Regions from separate parts of the Bombyx mori genome. Here region 1 is linked to region 2. Evidence: chromatin contacts called from public Hi-C data. All regions are on one chromosome and are shown on one strand. Each heading gives the region's core, a stretch centred on a gene start, on an enhancer-like site or on the middle of the called end of the contact. The rest is flanking DNA. Distances are from core to core; before and after follow the strand shown. Region 1 holds the start of LOC101745706. Region 2 holds the start of LOC101737049 (ATP-binding cassette sub-family F member 3).

Region 1 (4,987 bases), core at 427-2,926, 140 kb before region 2:
TTTATAGAATTAAAAAAGACATGATACTTATAATTTAAATGGGCGACAATTGTCGCCCGTACGTTCTTTTTTCATGATTTCATGTGAACAGTTTTCCTCTTATATCGATTATGTTCACGACTTAAAATTATTTATACATTTTAATTCCCAATTTATGAAGACTACAAATAATCCCATATAAACAACAGTTTATCAAGATTGTTGGTGGTTATTCAGAATTTAGAAGCAACAAAATTTGACAGTCTGAACGTCATTGATAGACACTATTGTCAAACTAACTATAGCCCATAGACCTATATAGTAGGGACACGACATATTGTTCTATACGTACAATTGCTTATATAAATAGCACCCATTTTGAAGGCACATACATAAACATATATCTATCTCTTTCTTACTCAGCACTTTAACTCGCAGGAAAACAATATAACAGTATTTCAGTGCGTACATAAAATGAAACATGAATATACGTAAATATCTCCGTCTCCGTCTAATGAGGCCGAAAATCCGCCATGTTTTGCGCGCCAAATGTCATTGTCACGTCAGTTCGGCCGTCTGTTTTGGGTTGTACATTATTTATTGACTATGATATCGATTTAATATGATTGATTATATAAAATTTCATAATTTATCATGCTTAAAACATACAAAAATAATAATTAAAACGTATTTTATAGGATCTCAAGAAAGTCAATGTCCTAAAACTATTATCTATATGTATTTAAATTCATTATGGAGCCCTCATCCGAAAAATCCATTTTTCGGTCGGAATCTATTGATCATGACACTAATCATAAATACCACTTTAAAATATGTCATCAAAACATATTTAGACATTCTGTTTAGATATTTCGGGAAAAAGGCTACCGACAAAATCTCTTCGGAACTATTTAAATAAAATAGTTTTATTCCGCAGTGAGTAAAACACTATTGTAAATTTGTTAAATATTTAATAATTAAGTGATTTTAGAGAGGAAGTCACAAGGAATGACGTTTGTAATTAATGAATAAATGTTCTGTAGGTGTTTTTTTTTTCACGCGGTCCCTTGATAAGTTTAAAATTTTAATCACTCTCAAGCGAAAGTGATTCAAATGGTGCGGCGCACCTTCCTTGGGGTGCGCTGCGGTAGTATGTTACGGACTTTAGAGTCAGGAAAACAATTAAAATAGATTGTAATAGTCTAAGAAAAACACGTACTCAAAATACGATAACATTTAGCATGCTAGAAATGGGCTGATGGCTTTGAACTACGCCATATCTTTATGTTTTGCGACAAACGACAACTTTATAAAATCAGTGTAGCAACTTTTAAAAATCATCATATCGTTTACTTGGCAAATTCGAAGGACGAACTTGTCTTAGATTTCACCCATCTAAATCATATCATATTTGCACATAACAATATACCTACTTACTTCCCATTAAAGTATAAATTCTACAAATAAATAATACTCAACAATATTTAAAATAAAATGAGCCAAGAACGTTTATCGATAAAACCTGATAACATTGAAATCTTTTGTACAGCACTAAAGCCGCCATGTTTTGTGGCCAGATGACGTCACAGTGGCACGAAATTTTGGTTGACGTTTCATTTCCATAGGTTTCCTACTTCATTGCTATAGCCACTTTGATTTAAAAGTAGGTAGGTACTCTGTGCTAGATGGTCCTTTTTTGTGCAAATAATTGGCCTATTATTGTACTACTCATTGGCCTACATTCTAATGAATATATACCACAGAAATATTGTTTATAGCAAAGGCCCTGTTCATTTAAAACATTAATTACCTAAAAACTCAATTTATACATCCTTTTTTACAGATAGTCTCGAAGTGTATTACCAACGCCGGAAATTAAACTTTGGTTCTTTTTTTATATTTTATTACCTATTAACGAGACCTTTAAGTGAAAACTTTGTTACTCGATACAGGTCATAGACTAATCAATGTACAACAGTGACAGTGCAGCACTATTAATGTCAAATCGAAAAAAAACTAAGCCATTGCGATAGCACGATCGACGATGGTATTTTTATAAAAAGACCGAGTTAAAGTCATTAAACAGAAATAATAACATAAAATTTGATATCCTTGAAAAAGCTATTGAGTGAAGTGATACAATAAAACCTTTCATATAGTATGTTTGTGTTTGAATGATCAAGATGTGGGACTTGCCATACTTGTCTTGTTTAGTTTTGTATATATTTTCATTTCAAGTTATTGTTATAAATTCTCGCACCTCTAATATTTGGAAATTGAATTTAGAAGAAGACCTTATTGTAGATGGCAAAACTTTGTCTCAAGTAAGTCTATTGAGTTTTAAACATTTATATAACTGCTGCACCAAATTATTCTTAACATACGTACATATTAGCCTTTCATTAAGTTGAACCATTTATTGTTGAGCTTGTTAGCCTTGAATACATAATTTCTTTTAGCAATATACAATTGATTAAACTCATTCATATATTGTAATACTAGTTATTGTCTATTTTTAAAATGTCAATTTATTCTAGGATGACACAGAAAAACCATTAAGTGAGGAAGACACCGTATTCAATATAATAACATCTACAGTTTACTACGGGAATACATGGACGAAACATGGATTTGATATGTTTTGCACAGATTGTCAGATTTATGAACAACAGAGGTAAGCTTTGTTGTGAAACTCAAATTAGTGGGTAATTAAACATATAATAGCTATTTTTAAAGCATTTTTCAACTATATATAAGCCTGAGCTCACTTATACTGTCATAAACTATGACCATTTATATTAATATTTATATTAGTTAAGTACAGAAAAATTGTTTTCAAAAGTGAAATGTATGAAGTTTAATCATTTTCTTTTTTAATACAACTTAAATGCTGAGTTTGAGTCCATAAAAGTGTTTCAAATCTATCTGAGCACTTTGAATTAAGGATAAGATTGGATATATAAAAATGCAAACAATGTACATTTTTTATACATGAATTGCATCTTGAAACATCAAATGCTAGTATACTTGATAACAATAATTAGTGAAAATAAAAGCTGTACTCTTAAAATTTCTTTAAAGCATCATGCTTCGATAATAATACAGTAAAACCTTTTTACACCTAGAGCTGGCAGTGAAACTAATGAAGATACACCACCATCAGAAACAAATGGGCACTCAGATGATGAATATTTAGATTGTGGCAAAGCAGTAAACTTCACTTACTATGATAACTTAGTTGGAGTTGCTAGACGACACAGACATCCTAATGTACCTGAACCACAGGTAAACAACATGATCAGAAGTATTTTCTTCAGTTTTTGTGAGTTATGGAAAATGGAAAGATATATATGTATATATTTAATCAGTGATGCAGTGGTAACTCAGAGCCCCTGACTGTGGTACCAAGGGTCATGGGTTCAATTCCCAAATCAGGCAATAATTCAATTATTATGATGAACAGGTTTGTTTGCACTTTTGTGGGTGTATTATCTTAATACACATAATGTATTAAACATAATTTGTGGTCCGAAGAGCATCTGTTATTTTTTGCCAGTTATTATTATAATTATTTATGTTGAATTGTGTAAAATTAATTAGATGTAACACATAATCTTTATTAACTTGTTATTTATATCCAACACGTCACTGAATACTGCTCTTTCAATATATTTACATATCATAAGTGCCATCTCTTTTAGGTTGCATTGATATTCACAAAAAAGAAAAATGGAGTCACGGAATTTGATATAAATTCTTTAGAGAAACGTCTAAAGAAGGCGAAAAGAGAAAAACCCAAATCAGTACAGTTATACAATCAGATTGGCAACTTTTGGAGAATCAAAGGAGACACTCGACAATCGATAGAGTGTTTCCGGCGAGCACTAGCAGTGGCACCTTACAATGCTGAGGTAAGAAATATATGATATACAGTCAAACCTGGGTAAGCGAGAACTGGATAAGTGAGAAAACTCTATAAGGGAGAGTAATAGCCAGGACCCGTCATTTTAAGCTCCCAAAACCTCTATTAGAGAGAAACAGAAACCTCTGTAAGTGAGACTGCTACTTACCTATACCTCTATAAGCGACAGTTGAGCTTTATTTATTTATATTATTTAGGAGGAACAAATGAAAAAACAAATTACGAATTTAACATCTGCTATTTTATGACTCATTCTTAACTTTTGTGGAACTTCCTTCTATTGTTTTTGAATTGTTTTCTCGTCAATATTGAACCTATTCTATTTCGTGGAACTAAATAACGTTGTTATTTTATCGCATTCTTTTCGAATGGACACCTATGCCTCTGCACCGTCCTGTTTGTCGGACTTACTCAGTTTATCGTTAATCAATTGCGAAGGAAAGTTCTGTTCTACATCATGTCCAAACGGAAAATTAAAGTACTGTCATTAAGTGAATAGTAAATGCGTTTGAATCCGGAAAATCGCGAAATGAAGTTCAGAGAGAGCATTAGCGACGAACTCTGGTTAGTGGGAAACCTATATAAGCGAGAATGAGATTGTGCTCCCTTGAACTCTTGCTTATCCAGATTTGACTGTATTCAATTAGAAACACAGTAGAGATATTTAAAATAAATTAAGAGCATGGAAATTTTTAAACATTGCTTTCAAAACCAAGGCAAACTAACAAGCAAAAAGTCAAGCTTGCTTTATGCTAAAATTGTTATTATATGTTTTTTTTTGGCATCACTATATCTAGATTTTCAGATCAATTGCTTAAAGAAATCTTATTTCTAATTTGATAACATTGCTACTACTTCTAAAATGCATTAAAAATATTTGGAATGCTCATCTACATATACATCTGTCTTTATGTCTCCAAATTCGAGCTTTACAGCCATGAAGCTCTCAGAGACTATCTTGACTTCTCATTCAGAGACTGTAAGCTCATTTGTAGATAAAGAAGAAGTAAACAAAATGCAAATGTTAAACAAAATATTTGTTTGATTAAAAATGATTTAATTCTGAAATTATGATGATGATGCTTC
Region 2 (4,762 bases), core at 1,247-3,746:
CGACCCGCTGTGAAGATCCGGCGAGAAACTCAGCGGGCTGATGTTTAGGTTAGGTTACACGTCGAACTCTTTTTAGAGTTCGACCAGTAAGGTTACGGGGTCCCTGAGCCTGCTCCTAGTGTTAGAGCTAAAGGTGTCTAATGAAACGGTTATTGGATCTGATGGATCCGCAATGACTTATCGAGGGCGTCGACGGTGACTGGCTCCTGCATGATCAGGATGCCATTATCAATGGTATGACATGCATATTTGTAAAAAAATTTAATAGCAGATGAATAACCTAATTAGACTTACCGATCTCCATACGCTATGTCAAAGTTTTCTATCCTTATGTCTTGTGTTCTATTTGTCCCTTTAGCTTCAAGTTTGCTGTCTTTTTTCGATGTTACTTGTGATGCAGTCGCAGTTTGTAATAGTGGTGTGGCTGTTGGTGCTTTTACCTCTTTTTGTTTCTGTTGCTTCTGTTGTAATTTAGCTTCGGCTTTCTCTAATTTTCTAGCATCTACTTTCTGTAAACCAAAATATAACTAATTTCAGTATGCATTACCCAATACATTGAGGCATTAATTCTGTTCCTAGTAATCCGAAACATTGAACAAATGCAATAGTTTCTAGATTATCTATTGGTTGTTATATTATAAGGTGAGATAAAGAAATATTCTCTAAACAGTAAAGGAAATAATGTATGTATAATTTCACAGTAATTTTATAATTTTAAATTACTTTTTTAACACTAGACACAAGAAAATCTATTGTTATTTCTTAATGTTCTTTAGTACCTATAACCTCTTAATAATTAACATATTCAAAATATTGAAACAAATGAAAATTAAATTTTACATTTTTGTGACATATTCATGATAACCACTACATAAAGTCCAACAGTTGAAACAAATTTTTACATTAACCTAAATACCAAACACAGTGTATTATATAACTTGTGGCTAATCATTATGTAGAGTTAGATCATTATTATTGTTCATAGTATTGTTCATAGATGCAATATAACCTAGAGACTTGGAACTAAAACGCAAGATTTCTAAGCAGAATGGTAGAACTTACTTAAGCTAGCACGTAATACAACCTACTGATATGCTACTTTCCTGTTATTTGTGTGTAAGTTATGTTATTATTACTTCCTCACATATTTTACCTATATAATATGAATAATGTTGTACCACTTACCAAACTATCATCCCTTGTTTGCATCCATATACTTTTGAGATCATCTGTGTCATTATAATTAGTCTGGGTCATTGAAGCTAAATGTATTGGTGCATCCAAAATTTTCGTAGGCCCATTGTTCTTCGATCCTTTGTCAGGTTGTAACATGTGTAGAAGTTTTCCACATATGTCTCTATAAATATTTTTAAAATTACAAGCTCCACTTTAGCTTTCTGTGTTGAATAATATATGTGTTGAAAATATTTGTTGAGTTACATATACTTATATAATTATAATCAATATACAAAGTACTGTTTAAAATTTCAAATTTGTGTTGCATTTTGTTAATTTATAATTCATGGTTTAAAGCAATTAAAAATATATTTTGATAAAAAATGTACTGTTTAACTTGATGACCAATAATGAACAATTACAAAGAACTATTTTATTTTTATTCTCAATAAGTTTACTTGATCATTAATTTGTTACCTACTTAATGTCTTTCTCAGATTTCTCAGATATGCCTTGTAAAACTTCGCCAACGGCCTCAAAAATTTCCTCTGTGTCTTCAAACTCATCAGCGCTGTTGCACAAGATATCTATAAGGATTAACTGTGATGAATTTAGAGTCAATGAAGAATGTCACTCCTGTGTAAGCTTTAAACTTTTTGTATTATATTTTAATTAATTGTTATTATAACTGCTATAGCATCCAATTACTATTAAAATGACTTGATATCATATTACTATTAAACATTCACAAATTGCTTGAAACATAGAACCTGGAATCTTTCAAATATGATTTGCTAACAGAATTAAGATTGTGTATCAAGTTTAATAAATATACAAATAAAACTTCGACCTGTCTTCTCAAGGATGGCAGCAGTTTCGTCGTGGTTGGGACATAAAAAAAACTTATACTGTTTCGTTGATAAAAATATATTTCGGGTTTCTTTATTAAAATATAAATTTTTATCGGGCTTCGTTTCATGATGAGTACAAATTATTATGATTTTTACAAATTTATTAAATGTATTTATTTATTATTTCATTTCATTTTATAACCTATAGGACAAAAACATACCTTCCACATATTTCATTAATTCGTCATCGATCAATGGAAACTGACTCTTGATGAAGTCTCCACAGCCAGCCATATTGATTACAAAATATTTTAAACTTCCTAATCTAAGTTTACAACATCTATGTTAATTTTTTTACTATAGTGGTGAATTTATTGCAAACAGCACCCAAAATCCAGTGAAACTCGAAGCACATCCAATACTCGTTTGCTCTACGTCACGTCACTACTAATGTCAATTGTTTTTTTCAAAATGGTTTTTTGTCCTTTGGTAGCTCGATTTTTTAGCCAATTTTGCAATCATTTCTGATGACCTCTATATTCAATCGTAGTAGACGGACTTTTATATTTTTTTCCTAAATCCTTTCATTACACTTAGAACACAGCGTTTACGTGCGTACTCCCGAGATTTGTGCACTTTCAAATATCAGATGGTGGCTAATACCCTTTGGTTACTTTATGAGTAATTAGCATCACATAACTTATCAGTCAAGTTAATGCACTAAAGTTCATCATTAATAACGATCTTAAGCTCAGAAGTGATAAGTGAATAGTATTGGATGGATTGAAAAACATTTAAATTGTATATTGAAAATAAAGATTAGTTTCCATAAAATAGACTTAAACTTAGATTTTAAACAATTCAGACCAGACAGAAACCACAAATAGTCTAAATACATTATAAGAAGGTAATGTTCTCGTTACCACAACGCGATTTTAAATACTTTAAGATGCATTATCACATCATAAGACGTGAGCCCCACTTGATGGTGTTTTGGACATCACTGTATTAGCCTGGAGTAATATCACTTAATCAAAGAGTATTTATTTATTATTAATATCAATATTGTCTATTTTATAGTCAACAAATAGTTTCTTTGTTAGTTTCTTCGTTACTTTAACGTGATAGAACTTATATTAACATATTTTTCTGTCGTTTGGTCTGTTTACATATACCTGCAGAATTATGGAATGGACTTTCAAGTAGTGATAGACAGCGATTAATTTGGTGCATAATTTTGGTGCATTAATTTGGTGCATTACTTTGGTGCATATCTCTAATAGTATCGTCATATACGAAATTTACTTTACATCTTAACGTACAAATCGCCAAATAAGACGTAATCTGATATGGAAATAGTTTGAATCCTGTCAAGAATATAGGCTATCATTCATTCCAATTGTGCTCACGCGATATTACACTTAGGCCATGCTGCAGGCGAAGAGCTAGTGAGGAAAAAGGAAACAAAACTTAGAACGAACATAGCTTAGACACGCAAAAAAGATCAATCTGAAAATCCATGCACAATAAAACCGAGGTGATTTATTAAAAAAATGTAATTAACTAGATAATACTTGTTATAACCTTCTTTTCCATAATCTATTATTTAAATTATAGTTCTAACATATTGTTATTTTACCATCTATCATTATTTTATCTTAGTTATGTCTTGAAAACCTTGTTTATAATAAACTTCGAATTCCTGTTTTTTCGTTTATTTCATATTGCGTTGATGCAAGATTTAGATAACCGAAATCATGTGGCCAATAACAGTTTTACGATTATTTAAATAAAATAATATATACTTATTCAGGAGTGCAATGCTTCGTTTCACTCTATCAGCTTTTTATTGAGATCGATTCATTGGTAAAAATAACGATCGATGAAACGATTTCAGATCTCATCCCTTATTCACATAGATTTATTAAACTTTCTTTAGGTTTAAATGTGTAATAACGGTGGTTTATTAACTATTTAGTATCTGTAAAAGTGCACAAATGTGGGAAAATGAAAGAAAGCCACTGAACGTAACTTCTCAGGATCCTCCAAAAAGTCAACTGCAAAAGTTTCAGTAAATGTCCACAATTTTACTGAGATTAAATTTCATCCCATATCATCTCATCTGATATTAATCAACTTCATTTCATTTCATAATATAATTTTCTTATAAAAAAAGTTTTCATTAAAATTAAAATAAGGCTTGACCTAAAGGTCTTAGTTACCAAGTCATAATAAATAAATATAAAATATCTTTAAAAAAATTTCAAATTTGATAATTGTATTTTGTATTTTACAAAAAGGTAAAATGGTCAAAATAAGATACCGTATAAAAGGACGGCGAATAATTAACATATGAAGTTTATTCCACAAGCATAAATTAACTAAAAGGTCTGATTAAATTTATATCTAAATCAAAATGGATGAAAACATTCATAACAATGTAGCGGTCTTAGCTATTCTCGATAGTCAACGTAAGTAATGTAAACAATTTATAGGTACTTTATTCTTCAATCATACTAAAAAATGTTTTAAATATTTTAAACTATTCTACTATATTCAATTAAATTTTAGCTAATTTGTACAAACCAAATATGCCAGTTCCAACATACAATCACAATCAAAACATTAGCCAACAAGAAGAATCGGATGTAAATGAAATGAATAAGCAAAGTAAGATTTTATACTAATTATGAAATTTTCGTTACATCAGTATTTAAGTGTAGTTATCATATAAA

The links. Hi-C and Micro-C count contacts between places; a contact is called where the count stands out from the background.
Region 1: a contact with region 2 is called in a Hi-C map of middle silk gland, with 2.2 times the contacts expected there. The contact joins the promoter of LOC101745706 here to the promoter of LOC101737049 in region 2. A contact is called at or near these places in 2 of 7 Hi-C or Micro-C datasets (middle silk gland and whole pupa).

Annotation. Positions count from the first base shown.
Region 1 is chr10:12,798,593-12,803,579 of ASM3026992v2, reverse strand. It overlaps LOC101745706, which reads left to right and starts at 1,676. Exons shown (of 7, transcript XM_012697567.4): 1 at 1,676-2,303; 2 at 2,517-2,653; 3 at 3,105-3,264; 4 at 3,681-3,890. The coding sequence starts at 2,154. It overlaps LOC101745855 (transcription initiation factor TFIID subunit 2), which reads right to left and starts at 275. Exons shown (of 19, transcript XM_012697554.4): 1 at 32-275. The coding sequence starts at 75.
Region 2 is chr10:12,658,720-12,663,481 of ASM3026992v2, reverse strand. It overlaps LOC101737049 (ATP-binding cassette sub-family F member 3), which reads right to left and starts at 2,496. Exons shown (of 12, transcript XM_038013166.2): 1 at 2,249-2,496; 2 at 1,658-1,763; 3 at 1,186-1,357; 4 at 295-509. The coding sequence starts at 2,321. LOC110386901 (reticulocyte-binding protein homolog 2a) reads left to right here and starts at 4,357. Exons shown (of 4, transcript XM_038013388.2): 1 at 4,357-4,498; 2 at 4,599-4,697. The coding sequence starts at 4,444.